Regions from separate parts of the Mus musculus genome. Here regions 1 and 3 are each linked to region 2. The links are chromatin contacts, called in public HiChIP or PLAC-seq and promoter capture Hi-C maps. All regions are on one chromosome and are shown on one strand. Each heading gives the region's core, a stretch centred on a gene start, on an enhancer-like site or on the middle of the called end of the contact. The rest is flanking DNA. Distances are from core to core; before and after follow the strand shown.

What was found. Promoter capture Hi-C pulls out the DNA fragments that hold promoters and counts their contacts. HiChIP or PLAC-seq counts read pairs in DNA pulled down with a chosen protein or histone mark.
Region 1: a contact with region 2 is called in an H3K4me3 HiChIP or PLAC-seq map of bone marrow-derived macrophages, with 4 times the contacts expected there. The contact joins the enhancer-like site here to the promoter of Amd1 in region 2. A contact is called at or near these places in 11 of 39 promoter capture datasets (the 3T3-L1 cell line, the C10 cell line, the HPC-7 cell line and 6 more), 3 of 484 Hi-C or Micro-C datasets (bone marrow-derived macrophages, nephron progenitors and rod photoreceptor), 10 of 115 datasets of contacts at active chromatin or transcription factors (the 230-238 cell line, the SCID.adh cell line, bone marrow-derived macrophages and 6 more) and 2 of 9 other capture datasets (adipose tissue and liver).
Region 3: a promoter capture Hi-C map of liver shows a contact between it and region 2. The contact joins the enhancer-like site here to the promoter of Amd1 in region 2. A contact is called at or near these places in 10 of 39 promoter capture datasets (the 3T3-L1 cell line, the C10 cell line, the HPC-7 cell line and 6 more), 1 of 15 datasets of contacts at CTCF or cohesin (the NIH/3T3 cell line), 3 of 484 Hi-C or Micro-C datasets (bone marrow-derived macrophages, granulocyte-monocyte progenitors and hemogenic endothelial cells), 15 of 115 datasets of contacts at active chromatin or transcription factors (the 230-238 cell line, the SCID.adh cell line, T-cell acute lymphoblastic leukemia and 11 more) and 2 of 9 other capture datasets (adipose tissue and liver).

Annotation. Positions count from the first base shown.
Region 1 is chr10:40,476,273-40,479,275 of GRCm38.p6, forward strand. It overlaps Cdk19 (cyclin-dependent kinase 19), which reads left to right. Exons shown (of 13, transcript NM_001168304.1): 11 at 617-695; 12 at 1,430-1,696. Among named protein-coding and RNA genes, the nearest start is that of Gm32234, 24 kb to the left of the region's middle. Within about 2 kb of position 1,504, at least 136 of the 459 cell types and tissues checked have an H3K27ac peak or open chromatin away from gene starts, as enhancers often do. A contact at or near this core is called in the 230-238 cell line, the HPC-7 cell line, adipose tissue and 3 more, where this site is marked.
Region 2 is chr10:40,300,357-40,303,562 of GRCm38.p6, forward strand. Amd1 (S-adenosylmethionine decarboxylase 1) reads right to left here and starts at 1,832. Exons shown (of 8, transcript NM_009665.5): 1 at 1,393-1,832. The coding sequence starts at 1,502.
Region 3 is chr10:40,497,915-40,500,826 of GRCm38.p6, forward strand. No RefSeq gene overlaps it. Among named protein-coding and RNA genes, the nearest start is that of Gm32234, 45 kb to the left of the region's middle. Within about 2 kb of position 1,572, at least 162 of the 459 cell types and tissues checked have an H3K27ac peak or open chromatin away from gene starts, as enhancers often do. A contact at or near this core is called in the HPC-7 cell line, the SCID.adh cell line, adipose tissue and 6 more, where this site is marked.

The DNA of each region.
Region 1 (3,003 bases), core at 254-2,753, 180 kb after region 2:
CTCCATGGTCTTTGCCCCAAGTCAAAGGTGCTGGATGCTGCTGAGAGGCAGGGGAGCATTTGCCTGACTCGTCCTGCTTTGCTCATGACAACTGCCTGCAGAGAAAGCCTCCTCAGAGAGGCCATGCCAGATTCATAGATGAAAGTCAGACAGAGCAGGTGTGACTCAGATGCCAGGCAGCAGGATCAGAGATTGACCAAAGGGATGGAGCTGGTGACACCTGCAACCCTCTCCCTTCTCACCTCGCCAGGCGTGCACTCAGGCTCTGTATATTAGAAATGCACTTGTTTTTCTGCAGGAGAAATGAATTTTCATGTTGAAGCAGATACAAACAGTTTAGATTGGTGCTGAGGAAGCAGTGTGGACAGAGTTCTGTGTCTCACACAGCTCGCTAGCAGCAGTCCTATCTTGACATTGAAAGTGGCAGTCAGCAGGAAAGGCAAAGGGTGCCTTGCTCCTTCCTTATTGCTTAATATAATGGTTGGAAAGTGTCCAGCAAACACCAGCCACAGTAAGGAAGAGGATGTAAGTTAAGAAAGAAAAAGGAAACTTTTAAAGTAAGATGATGGAATTACAGACTTCAGGTACTGATATGAACTTCTTTAAATGGTTTTAGTGTGTTCGCTGGCTGCCAGATTCCGTACCCCAAAAGAGAATTCCTTAATGAAGATGAACCAGAAGAGAAAGGTGACAAGGTACAAGCTTCTTCATGCAACACTGGCTTTCAGGAAGCAAGAGCGGCAGAAAGATAACTGGGTGTACACTTGAAGCATGTATTGAGGTTTAAACTGAGCTTCCTGTTTTGTTTTAGTCGCCCATTCTAGTGCCAGTTGTTCCTCATTTTGTTAAGGCAGTGCCAGCCCCACCCTGCTGTACTTCTCCCTCCCACTCCACTGTCCCCCAGTCCTTTATGTTAAGAGAATCTTAGCCACTCCCCATCATTCCTTTCCAGAGTCCTGACTGGAAGGGCTTTTGGTTGCTTTAGGAGGGTGAGATATTGCCCTGTGTGCCTTACAGCACCCCTCCCACCCTCCAACTCCCGATAACTGTTTAATTTGAAGATGTTGCACAGTTTCAGTGAACTCCAGGGAGTATTATTGTCCCGGGATTGCTGTGTTATGCTTTGGGAATGCTGTGTTTTGGTGTTTACCCGTCTCGGTCATTCCAGTCACACGTGTGCAACCAGGCTGTGTACCCCAGGTGTGTCACCAATCACACCTGTGCAACCAGGCTGTGTACCCCAGGTGTATATCCCTGGTCACACATGTGCAACCAGGCTGTGTACCCCAGGTGTGTATCCCTGGTCATACCTGTGCAACCAGGCTGTGTACCCCAGGTGTGTCACCAATCACATGTGCATATCGAGCATTGAAAGGAACTTCCCGTTTGGCGTCACAGTAAAATTTTCAATCTTTCTTCTCCTTAAAAGAACCAGCCACAGCAGCAGAACCCACATCAGCAACCTGCAGCCCCCGCACAGCAGACAGCAGCCCCCCCACAGGCTCCTCCACCACAGCAGAGCAGTGCCCAAACCAATGGAACTGCTGGGGGAGCCACTGCGGGAGGCGGGGGCGCTGGAGCGGGGCTGCAGCACAGCCAGGACCCCGGGCTGAATCAGGTGCCTCCAAACAAGAAGCCCCGGATTGGGCCTTCCGGTGCAAACTCAGGCGGGCCCGTTATGCCGTCGGATTATCAGGTTCACCCCAGAATTTTCTCCTTTTTGATGCGAATATATTTTATGAAATGGGAAATTGACTTTTAACAAATTCTTTTAGAATTGAATAGTTCTTAGCTCCAGAGTCTTCTATAAAAATTAGATGTTGCGAGCCGGGCATGGTGGCACACACCTTTAACCCCAGCTCTTGGGAGACAGAGGCAGGTGAATTTCTGAGTTCGAGGACAGCCAGGGCTATACAGAGAAACTCTCTCGGGTAAAAAAATTAGATGTTGTATTTCTAGCATTAAATGAAAGGATGATCTCTAGTCATATTTCATATACTTGTGAGATATTTTGTATCATGACTTGTTTATCATAACCCCAAGGAGAGAAAGGAGGGAGGCCTGAGGCTCCTTACAGAAATGTTACCCATATTGGCCACATTGGGTAAGAAAGACATGACATAAGCAAAGTGTCTTACTTGAACATAATCAAGAACACTTGAGAAGATTTGCTCTCAGGAGGAGGAAATTGTCAGTAGACACATAGACATGGGGAGCGGTAAAGGCGATTGTAAGCCATACTAAAGTTGTGATGACACTAGACAAGGGAATTACATCTGTACCACACAGCTTCCGATTCTAGGGTTTACCAGGAATAAAATGCCTTTAGGTTTGTTTTATCATAAACACTCTTGTTTTCTTGTATTCAAGCCTGGGTTACTTTTGCCTTGTTTATTCAGCAGCACACTGAACTGTTGTGTGAGGACTCTGCCTTGTGTAGTAGTTTCCCTGTGTGGGGTTGGGGCTGTTTGAGTATAAGCTGTGGTGTACACTTCAGAAAGAGGAGCATGGTGTCTCACACCTGGGACCTCAGCACTGAGAGGCTGAGGCAGAGGGATTGCTGAGCCAGCATGGCCCACGGAGTGAGTTCTAGGCCAACATGGGGTACAAAGACCCTGGCTTCCCGCTGGGCACGGTGGCACATGCCTCTGATCCCAGCACTTGGGAGGCAGAGGCAGGCAGATTTCTGAGTTTGAGGACAGCCTGGTCTACAAAGTGAGTTCCAGGACAGCTAGGGCTACACAGAGAAACCCTGTCTTGCAAAACAAAAACAAACAAACAAAAAAGACCCTGGCTTCCAAACAGAACAGAACACACACACACACAGGGTGGGGGTGCGAGTGCAGATTTTTCTTCCTGTTGAAAAAGAAAATGTCATTTTAAAAGTTGTTTTAGCACAGGGTCTTAGCTAAAAGCTGTTCACACCTGATCTATTACCTGAAGCATTAGGCCCTTACTACTAGTGTGTCCTGTCAGCCTTACCTGCTTGCTTGTTGGTAGGGC
Region 2 (3,206 bases), core at 582-3,081:
CAACTAACTATCTAGTATCTAGGACCCTTAACCTCTGATCTATTTTTAGAATCCCACTCTGGTACTTCCAACTAAGTTGAGAACGAAAATCTTCTCTTTATCAACAAGAAATGTTTTTTGTAATTTCCTTGCGTACCCCTCTTTCAGGTCGTACCAAGATTTTCTAGGAAATAATCCTGGAAGCACCAGCTTTCCGAGACGCCTATCACAATCAGCTTTCCATATCTGTAAAAGAGGTAAGCTTCTCTATGCTTACTATGAGAAAACGTCAAGGGTTTGTAACTGAAAATGGCACACACTTCACATGAGGATCGAAAACTGAGACCTTAGCACTTCGGGTACATTTTTTTCCCTACAATGGAAACGTCTGCAGCAACTAGTAGGAACTGCGTTTCCCAGTGTGCCTTAAAGTCTCGGCAGCACGTGGCCGCTGGGATTCTCTTCTCGCTTTTTGTCAGAGGACGGTTGCACCGCGCAGCCAACATTCCTAAAACGCCCATTGGTCCACACCCTGGGGCCAGGCTCCGGAGGGGCCCAGGAGCTCATTGGTCCGCCTCTCAATGAACCGGACCACGCCGGTTCCTCCGCCACTCTAGTCCCATTAGTGCGCTTCGGAGCACGGCGGAGCCCGGGTACCGGCCACCAAAGCGGGAGGCTGGTGTCACCGCCGCCGGGTCCATGCATCCTCAGTGTCATCCGCGCTTCAATGCTCGACTCTCCCAGCGAGGTCACTAGCAACTCTCCGCACCACCTCCCGTGTCGGGTGTGAGCAGGGGGCCCGCAGGTCTCCTTTGCTCCAGCTTAAGGCATTAAGTAAAATAGATCTTCGGGCTGACAGGCTTGTACCCCGGGAAGCAGGCAAACCCTCCAGCACCCCGCTGCGCTCTCCCGGACTTCGCCTCCGTAACAGGTTACACAGCCCAAGGTCAGGAGCCTCCCGGGCAAAGCCCGCGGAGGGTCCCGAGGCGCCCCGCTCTGCTGCAGGGCACGTCCGGGCGTCGGCGGGGCCCGGCACTGCGACACGGCCGCTCCCGCCCAATCCCGCCGCCCGAGCGAGCGCCACGCGCGGCCGCCTACCCCGCGGCGGGAGGCCTGCTGGTCGCCCCGCGGCCCAGGCCCACCCAGCTCGTGCTCCGCCCGCCCCTCACCCAGCCACACCTGCCGGAGGGCCGCGTGCCCCCCGCCGGAGCCCGTCAGCCCAGCCCCGCCGTCCGCCGGGGACGTTACCTGAGCACGCGGCCGCGCCGGCCTCCTCCCCTCCCCCAGGCGGCGCAGGCGGCCCCGCAACGGCGGCGGGAGAAGCCAGTTCCCGCCCGCCGACCTGGCCCCACCTGAGGCCGCGACTCGTGCCTCGCAGTCGGCGGCGAGCCGCCCTCAGGCCCAGGCACCCACCTTGGGATGGTACGAAGATCCCCAGATCCCTGGCTTGCGTCGGACTGCTGTCTGGAAAACCAGACCTCCAGCAGTTTCTCCGTCCCTTCGAAAAAATGTGCAGCTTCCATCACCGTGAGACTAGCGAACAACCAACAACCACAGAAAATCAACTAAATTAAATCTCTTCTCCCGCCGCTCCTGCCGCCGCTGCGGATTGTTCCAGCTGTGTTACTAAAGTTCAGGTTCCTTTTTTTTTTTTTTTTGCTATAATTTTATATTAACTTTTTTTTAAAAAAAGGACTAATAAAATTTTCCCGGCTATTTTCGTGAGCGAAAGTTGAACGTGAGTCTGTTGGAAATAGAGGCAGATACAGTTCAGTCTCTTGTAGTCCGCTGCTTTCCCGTTAGGAGAGTTGAGCGAGCGCTAGCTAATGTCGCCGGCCATACTGTGTAAGCGAGGGTTCTGCGTGAGCGCAGACCTTATATAAGCATCCTCCCCGACAGGCCAGGAAGTGACGCCATCGCCCCGCCCTCAGGGCCTCATAGGGACCGCTTCGTGTCAGTCAAACGTCGCCGAACGCCGGCTGGCTGGCGGTGGGCCCACGGGGAGTGCAGGGGACTACCAGCTTGGTTGCAGATGGAGCTGCCGCTGTCCCTTGAGCGGGAGACCGCTCTGTTGTCCGGCTGGGGACTTGGGAATCTGGGATTACTTGTGGAGCTGGTGGGGAGAGCGGGAGACAGGCGAGGCTGTCCCACGCTGCACACAGCTGGTTAGCAGAAAACAGGAGGGAGTCTGGAGGGGTGTCGCGGGGCTCGGCGGGGGCGGTGGCCACTGCTGGGTTGGCGTAGTGCTTTGATCCTGTGCGGTTTCTCGTTTCAAGCCGAGGTGGTTTTTGGCTTTTTAAAAAAAATTTTTTTAAACCATTTTTTCACGTGTTTCCACGAGACGAACGCAGCCTAGGCAATAAAATTGTCAGTGACGTACGTGTGGCCCGGGGTCGGATTGGAATGCGCTTTAATTCTGCTTGTGCTTTATCTGATGTGGGAATGAAGGCAGTTCTCCACGGGTTTACACAATAGCCAGAAGCGTCGTCTTCCTATTTCAAAAGAGAAAAGAGAAAAGCAACGTGGCGCCCAGCCTTGGAGGGCTCCGGCGCTATCTACCCCCCACCGTGTGCCTAGCCTAGCTTAGGAGTTGGCCGCCTTCCAGCAGACACCTATCAACCCGTACTCCATTAGGTCAACTGGTGGATATTTAGTTTGCAAAACTTCCTAGGAACTAGCTTTATTAAGTATAATACGAGGTTATTTGATATTTTTCTTAGGCTATTCTTAAAGGGGTGAACTAATTGAAAGTATTCCTCACAACCACCAGTACCACGCAAATTTACAAATTTGCCTAAAATTGCCTAAATGCCTAAAAAGGATCTTCGCGAGTATATAATAATAATGTAAATGGGTAGCAAAGAGTTTTCACTAATGATAATCTAAAGTATAAATTAGGGGTCAAATCCAAGTAGGATTTTGTTTTGTTTTTTTTTTCTTCTGCTATCTTCCTTTATTTATATTTGCAGTATGAAACACAAGCTCTGCACACATACTTGCACACTCACACCAGCCTGGGGGAGGGAGCTGGGACAAGGCCACTTTCTTTCTTTCTTTTTTTTTTTTTAATCTTAAGAAGCAAAAGATGTTAACAAAGTTATTAGTTACTTGGAAACACTGGGGGAAAGTCACCAAGCTCATAAAATTAAAAATGATTATAGTCACAAGACAAAGGGACCGTCTCCTATTATCCCTAGAGAAATCCACTGCAACTGTTGAAATTTGAT
Region 3 (2,912 bases), core at 322-2,821, 200 kb after region 2:
CTTCCGTTTGCCAGCCAGGGTGCACCTGGCCAACAGGCGGGTCTGTGCAGTACTGCATATTATCATTAATATTATTTAACTGTTGCCAGGAGAGTCAGAGAGAAAGGAAGGCATCCCTCGCGGCACACACACCACGGTGCCACACGGATGCTTGGTATCAACCCCATCTCTTTACTCTGTTCACCTGGAACAGGAATTATTCTCTCTCTCTCTCCTTCTCCCTCTCCCTCTCCCTCTCCCTCTCCCTCTCTCTCTCTCTCTCTCTCTCTCTCTCTCTCTCTCTCTCTCTCTCTCTCCTCTCCCTCCTCTCCCTCCTCTCTCCTTCTCTCCTTCTCTCCTCTCTCTCCCCTCTTCTTCCCTTCTCCCCCTCTCTCTCTCCTCCCCCCCCCCATCTATCTTCATCCTGGAGACAGAATGTCCATGCAGTCCTACCTACCCTTAGTTACACCCCACCGCCCACATACATCATCGCTCCTTGCTGCCCTCTGTGCTGCAGATGATGTGCTATGCATATCTCAGGTTTGAACGCTGGCTCTCGTTGTCATGGGTCCTTATCCCGTGTTCTGGGAGATGGATGCATGTGTCCCCCCTTCACTGTTACCAACACTGAACATTACTGTGTGCAGAAGGTCTGGTAGACACTCATGAGTTAAAAAACAATGTCAACTTCTTTCTGTTATCAAAATTTGTTATAGTTTTTTATATCTCCTTGGTGACTAGTCTGTAATAACATGATAACAGAGCATACCAGTCTCCACAATTAGATGCTCAATAAACTCCTGAAATTTTAATTTTCCTCTCGTTGTGGTGGCACACAGGAAGCTGTTGAGTGAGAAACACTATTAGTCTGAGGCTAGCCTGAGCTATACAGTAGAACCCCTTTTTAAACAAAGACACCATTTCAGTTGCCCCCTCCCCCAACTCATTTGAACACAGGAATTAGTCATGGCTTCGAAGAACATTAGTTTTGAGCTTTCTTTCTAAAAAATTGTTGCATACGGATGTTTTGCCCCATGTATGTGTGTGCACCATGTGTGTGCTTGGTACCTGCAGAGGTCAGAAGAGGCTATCAGATTCCATGGAACTGGAATTACAGATGGTTGTGGGGTACCATGTGGGCGCTGGGAACTGAACCTAGGCTGTCTGAAAGAGCAGTCAGTGGACTTCACTGCTGAGCATCTCCATAGCCACCGGTGGGCTCTTTCTTTTATATGTACTAAAATAAATAAATAAATAAATAAATAAATAAATAAATAAATAAATTAAGTTGTGTGTGTGTGTGTGTGTGTGTGTGTGTGTATGCAGGCACAAGTGCCTGCAAGGACCAGAAGAGGGCATCAGGCCTCCTGGGGCTGGGTTAACAGGGGCGTGAGCAGCCTGAAGTGGGCCCTGGGAACTGAACTTAAGTCTTCTGCTAGAATGGAATATGCTCCACCCTTTCAAGCCATCTCTCCAGCCTAAAGAAGTCGCTATCATTTTCCTGTCCACGTGACGAGGCAGGGACCTATCAACGGGCAGAAGACCTGTCAGCCAGCTGTGCCTGCTCCCGCATGTCTCACCCCAGTGAAGCTTTTTTCCCAGGGTCAAAAAGCTCACAGAGTCTGAAGGCTCCTTCACCTGCCACAGGGTCAGTGTACGGTCTGCTATATATGTTTGGAATCCGTCCCTCATCGCTGAACAGAAAGTGTGTTTTATCATCAGACGCCTCCTCCTGACCCAGTTTCACAACCTTCCTCTTTCAGACTTTGCCTAAGTGAATTCTTTCAACAAATATACAAGTTAAAAAAGAAGTTAAAAAACCACCGTGTGCATGGTGGGGTCAGCTCTATTTTACATATACATGGTGCAGGTTACCCCAGGTGGACCTTACAGGGGCTCCTTCTGCCCAAGGAGTGGGCCTAGCACTGGCCAGCCACTGTCAGCTGCAGAGGGACAGGGCAGGGCAGGGCAGGGTAAGAGAGGCACTGAGCTGCTGAGCACACGGGAGGGAGAAGGAACCCCAGACCCTGCCGACTGCCTGAACACTCTGCACAAACACAAGTTCCGCTCCTTTGTGCTGCCCTGGAGTGTTTGCCAGCTCCCAGGTCACGTTGCAGGGGACCATGTGGTCTTGCAATGAAAGGCCCTATTGTGACCACTGGTCAACAAGGCAGGGCAAAGTCTGCCCTTGCAGCAAAACCAGGAACCTCCCCACTTTTACGTGCTGAGAAGAGTGTGTTTCGTATTGTGTAGATGGGGGTGGGGGCAGTTCCTTTAGAAAAACAAAAAAACAGAACAAAAGCCAGACCGAGGAGAGAGATACTTATCTGGTCATCGGCTCCTGCCCCAGTGGTTTTAAATAACTCAAGCAGTGGGCTTACTGTTCCCATTGCCTATTCCTCGTATCCCGCATCTTTCTGTTACTGCTGACATTGTCCTTTTCACGAACTTCCTCTCACGCTAGCCCTGAGCTCCTGTCGGGAATTCTCACTCATCAAGAGATGGCAGACTGTTAAAAAATATGTAGATATATTCAATAAATATTCTGTTCACATGCACAGAGACATGGAAGAGCTTTTAATACAGAGCTTCAACTGGTTTGGAACAGTTGTTATAGACAAATGCTGTGTAGTAGGCAGAGTGTTCATCGAAAATATGAGTTATTGTTGAGTGTGGTGGTGTATGCTTATAATGTGAAATCTCGGGAGGGAAACTGAGGCAGGAGCATCGGGGAATGCAGGGTGAGATCCTGTCTCAAAAAATAAAAAAGAAGCTGGGCGTGGTGGCGCACGCCTTTAATCCCAGCACTGGGGAGGCAGAGGCAGGCGGATTTCTGAGTTCGAGGCCAGCCTGGTCTACAAAGTGAGTTCCAGGACAGCCAGGCGATACAGAGAAACACTGTCTCAAAAAAAAAAAAAAAAGAACAAAACCCC